Linked DNA regions of Mus musculus: region 1 is linked to region 2. Evidence: chromatin contacts called from public Hi-C data. All regions are on one chromosome and are shown on one strand. Each heading gives the region's core, a stretch centred on a gene start, on an enhancer-like site or on the middle of the called end of the contact. The rest is flanking DNA. Distances are from core to core; before and after follow the strand shown. Region 1 overlaps Slit2 (slit guidance ligand 2). Region 2 has its middle 20 kb from the start of Clrn2.

Evidence for each region. A called contact is a pair of places that touch in the nucleus more often than the background predicts.
Region 1: a Hi-C map of the N1E-115 cell line shows a contact between it and region 2, with 4 times the contacts expected there. The contact joins two enhancer-like sites. A contact is called at or near these places in 2 of 39 promoter capture datasets (cranial neural crest and embryonic stem cells), 4 of 484 Hi-C or Micro-C datasets (the N1E-115 cell line, cerebral cortex and cortical neurons) and 1 of 115 datasets of contacts at active chromatin or transcription factors (astrocytes).

What each region holds. Positions count from the first base shown.
Region 1 is chr5:48,232,702-48,236,058 of GRCm38.p6, forward strand. It overlaps Slit2 (slit guidance ligand 2), which reads left to right. Exons shown (of 36, transcript NM_178804.5): 18 at 2,637-2,780. Among named protein-coding and RNA genes, the nearest start is that of Mir218-1, 10 kb to the left of the region's middle. Within about 2 kb of position 1,925, at least 4 of the 459 cell types and tissues checked have an H3K27ac peak or open chromatin away from gene starts, as enhancers often do. A contact at or near this core is called in the N1E-115 cell line, where this site is marked.
Region 2 is chr5:45,471,713-45,475,105 of GRCm38.p6, forward strand. No RefSeq gene overlaps it. Among named protein-coding and RNA genes, the nearest start is that of Clrn2, 20 kb to the left of the region's middle. Within about 2 kb of position 1,764, at least 45 of the 459 cell types and tissues checked have an H3K27ac peak or open chromatin away from gene starts, as enhancers often do. A contact at or near this core is called in the N1E-115 cell line, where this site is marked.

The sequences.
Region 1 (3,357 bases), core at 675-3,174, 2.8 Mb after region 2:
AATTTAGGTCTGGCAAAAACAAAAACAAAAACAAAGAAACTCTGTACATTAGAATAGATGTGTGCTCCAGTGTTGCCCAACCTAACAATCCAGCAAGGTCACATGTCAATCGCAGACCTCTCTCAGGGACTAGTTTTGAATCACTCTAAAATGTTATACGAACAGTTTCTGAGCATGTCTGTGGGGGATATATTGAAAGTGTATTGAAAGATAACTAAGAAAATACGCCTGCTTCTTTATTTCCTTTGGCTGTCCAAGATTACTCAACAAATGAGAGCACTTCCCTTCTTCCACAGATGTTGAGGGTCTTTTCGTTGGTAATAGAAATACTATGAAGAAGGTAAGGGGAACCGGTTAGAAATTTATCCATATCAGCCCATCTGTGCTGCCACAGCACGATACCACAGACTGAACACTGCACACACATCTCTCATGTTTCTGGATATAGATATTCACCATGAAATTCAAGTTTTTTTTCAGTCCATCTTCTAAGCTACAGGCTTTGTTCTTGCCTAGTTTACTGCTGTAGATGCACATGGCCTTCAGTCTGCATTCTTATGTAGAGATAAGCAGAGAAAGTGAGATGTATGCGGTCTTCAGGGTGTCTTTCTCTTTATATAAAAGTTTAGAAAATGATATAGGCTCTCTCCAAAGGCAGTCAAATTAGGTGATAAGAGCTTCAATGTGTGAATTAGGGGAGTCATAATTCAGTCTGTAGTATCACCCTGGACAGCATATCAAAGTATTTATTTTGAGTAGATACAAAAACAGAATACTGCCTAAAAGTTCTCTGAAATCAGCTTTCTCCATTTTCTCTCTACGGATGCATTTCTCCTGTTTATGTTGTACCCGCACTCTTTCTCCTCAGTTCAGTTGTTCCAAGAAATATAGAGCAATTGAGAGTCAAACTTGTGGTTTCCATCTACGAGAGTAGAAGTGTCTAGATCTATCCTTCTACACAGTCTCTGAGGTTTGGTATTCTGAACATTTGAATTCCTCAGCAATAATAGGATAGTTAGCAATACATGTGCATAGTTCAACAAGTTATGAAATGTCCTGAGACATCAGACATCAGGCAAAGCTGGCTCTATTCATGTGCTGGAATTTTTTTCAAAAGAGAAGTTTTTTTCAATTCCCTCAAGGGTCTCAGAACTCCAGTAAGATAAAGCCCACTTATCTCCGTTATTCGTGACAAAGGAAATTGCTGATAAGGACATGTGCATTTGTTTCTGACTATCCAGTGATGCCTGGATAGGAGGGCACCATCTTTCTTCTTATCTATGGCTAAGAAGAAATAGAATATTTTTATTTTTTGTTTATTACTGAACATATTGTTTTAAAGCAACAACATTTTCATCATCTGTCTTAGAGTTTGTTTGCTGTGATATCATTCCATGACCAAGAAAAAAAATGGAAGGGAAAGGATTTACTTACTCATATACTTTGAGGTCATGGTTCCTTATCGAAGGAACTGTGTATGTGTTTGCATGAACTCAAGGCAGGTGTCTGGAAGCAGGAATGGATGCAGAGGTCCTAAATGAGTGCTGATTGCTTGGCTTGCTTTTCATGAATTGTTCAGTCTACCAATCAAATCCATGGGTGGTACATGCCCACAGATTTCAGCCTTCCCATACCAATGGCCAATCAAAAAGAATGTAAAATAGGATTGTGCACAGACCAATATTCTAGGGTTATATTCTCAACTGAGGTCTTCTTTTTCCTAACGACTATAGCTTGTGTCAAGTTGACATAAAACTAGCCAGCATAATGTTTCTCTTTTTATATTTGCCTCCTTCTTCTGGTGGAGTGATTACCCTGAGTGTGGAAAGATCAATAAATTAATTTTTCATGAGTTCTGAATAATAGGTAATGCAACTACAGATTTGTAAATGAGGGTTTCTTCCTTCTTGAAAACCACCCGATAAACAGCTCAGAGAGGAAGGAACTGGGAACTAAGCCAGTGCTTTAGCAGCAGCAAGGAAATGACAACACTGTTAATCCTGTTAATGACAATGTCAAAAGTAGAGTTTATTCAAGGCCAACCTATTTAACCTTTGTTGTATATTGCATTTATTCCTTTGGGGAGTTCTGAACTTGAAACTATGGACAGATTTTTTCATAAATAAAACAATCGGATGCAGGCTTGGTGGATGCTCAGTCACGCTTGACTCCCTCTGTTCTTGTCAGACAGTGAGTCACTAAGTCCCTGAAATGCCCTCAGTTCTCCGTCTGCATTGCCTATTGATTCTTCCCTCCCTCCTTCTCTTCCATCTCAAATGTCATACTCTTCTGAATACACAAATCGCTGGGCTCCAAGGACTCTGAGTAGGTGACTTAGGACATGATGTGATCAGGCAAACATAATTATATCATCAAAAGAAAACATGTTATCCTCATCATAGGACTGCAAATCCACATGGTGACATGTCTTCTGCGGCTTAATAAAGGCACTGGTGATTCTATGCATTCTATTCAGCCAGGATGGCTTCCAGAATATAGCCACCCCTAGGGGGAAAGACGTTCAAAATAGTAACAAATGCTACATATTTGATAAAGGCATGATTTTTGATTCTCAGAGAGGCAAAATTGAATGTCTGATATTTCATCTCCAAACAATGTCTTTTTCCTTCCCCCAGGATGCTGAGAAGTAATCGAATAAGCTGTGTTGGGAACGACAGTTTCATAGGACTCGGCTCTGTGCGTCTGCTCTCTTTATATGACAATCAAATTACCACAGTGGCACCAGGAGCATTTGATTCTCTCCATTCATTATCCACTCTGTAAGCAGAAAAGCATTGCCTTCATCCAGTGGCTCTCCATCTTCCCAGTGCCATGACATAGTTATACTGCTCTTCACGTTGTAGTGACTCCCAGGCATAAAATTATGTTCGATGCTACTTCACAATGTAATTTCACTACTGAAGTGAATCATAATGTAAATATTTATGTTTATGTAAATATTATGTTAATACCATAAACATTATGGTACTAGGTGACCCCTGTGAAAGGGTCCTTGGACCCCTAAAAGGGGATATGATCCACAGGTTGAAAACTGCTGCTTTTATCTATGGCTTGCAATAGTGTATTATATTTCTTACCCTTAATTTTTAATTAATTGCTAAACATTCTATAACACTTAACCTTGTATTTAGGCATTTGTAAAAGGACAACCTTATCTTAGCCTTGCTTTAATTTTTCTAAAATTACTATGATGTTTATTACATAAAATTTGATATAGTATTTTTCAGCTAGTTGTTTTTATAATAATGGAGTTAATGATGTAGCTTAAATTTAGAATTATAAATTATTCTAACTTGAACAAGCAAATGTCCCAGATGTCCTCTCATATTCTAAACA
Region 2 (3,393 bases), core at 514-3,013:
TTCTACAGGGATTTTTAAAAGATAGTGTTTCCTGTGTTGTGTGGTTGTGCATGGCACACACACATACACACACAAATTTGTTACTGAACTATTTGAGCATGAAGTGCAGATGTTACTTACCCATAAATACTTCAGTCTGTGTTTCCTAAAAGCTAAATAAATACAGTGCAATGATCAAACTCAAGAAATTAATGTTGTCACAGTTCCTACCTGTAGCGTTTGCTCCAATTTGCTGGAGATCCCCAATTGTCCCCAGGCTTATGTATTGAGCACAATATCCACTGGAGCCATGGCCTCAACCCTGGGGTTGTGTTTTTTTTTTAATATTTTCTCCTGATGCAGGGACCAGGTTACACCTAGGCTGTGCAGTTCTCTCCTTTCCTTTACACACAAAAGCCCTTGGGTCATTGTTAATGACCTTGATATTTTTTAATAATACAGATCTGCTTAATAGGGTCTTCCTCGGTTTAGAGTTCCTGCTCTTCCCCTTCAGACTCGGACTGCATCCTTGGCACAGACGTCTGCAAAATGACTTGTGCCCATCCTACAAAAGACCCACAGAACCCTCGCCTCCAGCGCGTCGTGGTGCTGACATTCACTGAGTGGCACAGCCACATTTCTTCAGTGTACTACCTTTCTCATGATAGTCAGTATTAAGTGTATGCAGAGGACTCTAGGTCAGCACTCAGGTGCCATGTTGGGAACTTCCCCACCACCTGCAATTCCAGTTCCAGGAAATCCAACATCTTCTGGACTCTGAAGGCAACTCTACTTAGATTCATACACCCCATAGGGATCACATGCAAAGATATAATTAGAAACTACACAAAATGAAAGGGACAACTTGGTCACTTCCAGAATCATAGTCATCACCCCCAAATAAAAACCCTCATATCCTTTCTCTCTCATTGTCTAGCCGTCTCTATAGATCTGAGGATTCTTGGCATTCCAGGGAAATACAAAATTAAGAGTACGCCCTTTATGGTTATAGTTTTCCATTCAGCCAAATGCTTTGAAGGCTCATCCATTGGCGTAGTACTGTATACCTCAACCTTTTGATTTATGTAGATAAGCTGTGACAGTATTCCACATCTATAGGTCCACCAAGAACTTATTTTTAGTCTCTTCACATGAAAGAAGACATCAAATCTACTTCTCACTTGTATGTAGTTTTCATCCTTAAATTTCTTTAATGGCTAAATTTGGTATCAAGTCCCATGACATCATCCCCCTGTAGTGGAAATTTCCAGGCGTCTCACATCAGGCAATGCCATCAGTTCCTGTGATCTCTTGTTCTGGCCATTGCTAAAGAGGAATCGGTTTACAGAATCTGAGCCAAAGCGTGACTCATGACCATGCCCCGTTTATGATCTGATTGTTACTTCTCACAGCTGAATGGGGGTTTATCCCTTGGGAACTGAGACCCATTGCAAGGGCTGACAAGGCAGTCAGCACCCTCATCTTGGCTTCTCCCCCAGAAGAGGTAGGTATCATAGTCATTGTTCCTCACAAAGGGTTCATGTGACAAAATGCAAAGTAAACAAGCTTTCCCCCAGCAGAAGTGACATCCTGGCTCATTATCACTCCATCCGCTCCTTCTTGCGCCTGGGGATCTCAAACAGATGTGAGTTCGTTTTTTTTACTTCTTGCTGGGGGAACATTTTGAATATAATTAGAAGCAGAGAGACTGCAACAATGTAGTCTGTATGCCAATTAGCTTGTTTGCAGACCATTAGCTTGATCTGCTCTTGCTACAGCCAAACCTTGAACCCTGTACCCTATTCTCCCTGTCCTTTAGCAAGACGGTCTTAATGTAATACCATCAGGTGTGTGTTGTGTTGAACCTATTCTGTTCTCTCCTAAATCCAACTATTTTAGATTTATTCTCCATATCTTGGGAGCACTACACTATCCCTTGAGTGCTGCTGGGTCCTGAGGATACAAAGATGAATATGACATTGTTTGGAGGCAGAAGCACAAATAATTCATTGGCTCATAGCAAAAGGTTGGGCACTGGACCAACCCCACCCTGGCACAGCCTTGCTCCACCAGTGGTAGGTTTAAAAATGAAATAATTAGCACTAACCATGTGCCAGGGCAAGAGAGAGAGTTTCCAGAGAAATTGCCGGTATGAAAAAATGCTTGGCTGATTTTATTTTTAAAGTTAGAAAGGATGGGCACAGTTATTGCAGTGAAGTTGAAACTGGCTAAACATGAGAAAACACGGCCACCCCTTGGAATTTGATCAGCTGGACAGAGCATAACAAACCTCCCCTAAGTAATGCCTGACACCAGCTTGATTGGGGAAGGAAAAGGGTAGGGAAGGAGAGTTCTGAGTTCAGTTCTCTTCTCGGGTAACTGCACATCAGGGTAACAATCAAAGCTACCTACTAGGACAGTAAGTAACACAATCACATGCATATCTTTCTTTAAGGTTACTTTGCAGCAAATCAGAATTAATTTGTTTCATGAGTTGAGATGGTGAGTCAGAAAGAAATTAGATGGGTCACGACGACCTTTGACTGCCGCAGATACTATTGATTCGGTTGTTAAGTAGCTGCAAAATGGTTTTGGCACTATGATACAGCATCACAAATATATATCACTAATTCAAAACAATTCATAAGAAATTCAAGTCCTAAACACATGTGGAACTCAAGTACCAGAGCCATCTTCACCACTAGGGGGAAGCAAACTATCGCCTATCAATTTATTATCCTTGGTTCCTCGGTTGCAGGATGGTTGACATTGAATCATATTTCTAACATGCTAACTTCCACTTTCCAGTCTCAACTGAATAAGAAAAACCATTTTCACACTTTATTCACTATTTCTATGTATAGTAGGGGGTCATTTCTCAGGGTGTTGCAGGACCATGGGATCAGAAAAAGGACTGTAGAGATCTGACATCTTATTCGTCATCAGTACGTAACAAAAGTCTTTCTGATCTTCTGCAGCAACAGAGGGACCTAAAATGACAATCCATCAGGCATAATGACAAATGACAGGGCTCAATATTTTGCCTATAAATGCCCACCTTTTGGGGGAGTTCCTGTCATTCTAATAATACAAAACTGATAAAATGCAAAATTAAAAGAAAAAAATATAGATTAAAGCACTGCTTGCATTTTTATTTATTTTCTTAAATTCTCGGTTTCCTAAACTACTATGATGCGTCAATATGTTTCATCATTTGGGGAGAGTAAGGAAATCAATACGGAAGCACAAGAACTTATTCCAGTAGCAAAGTTCAAAGTGCCCTGGTTAAAGTTCAGAATTATCTATCAGGAGTATTTTGTTTATAAGACCCAAACACTAGGCCCTGTTCATGTTGGCCAAATTCTGAACCACCACTAAGCTACATCCAGTCCCAGAAAAATGCTTTTGAAAATT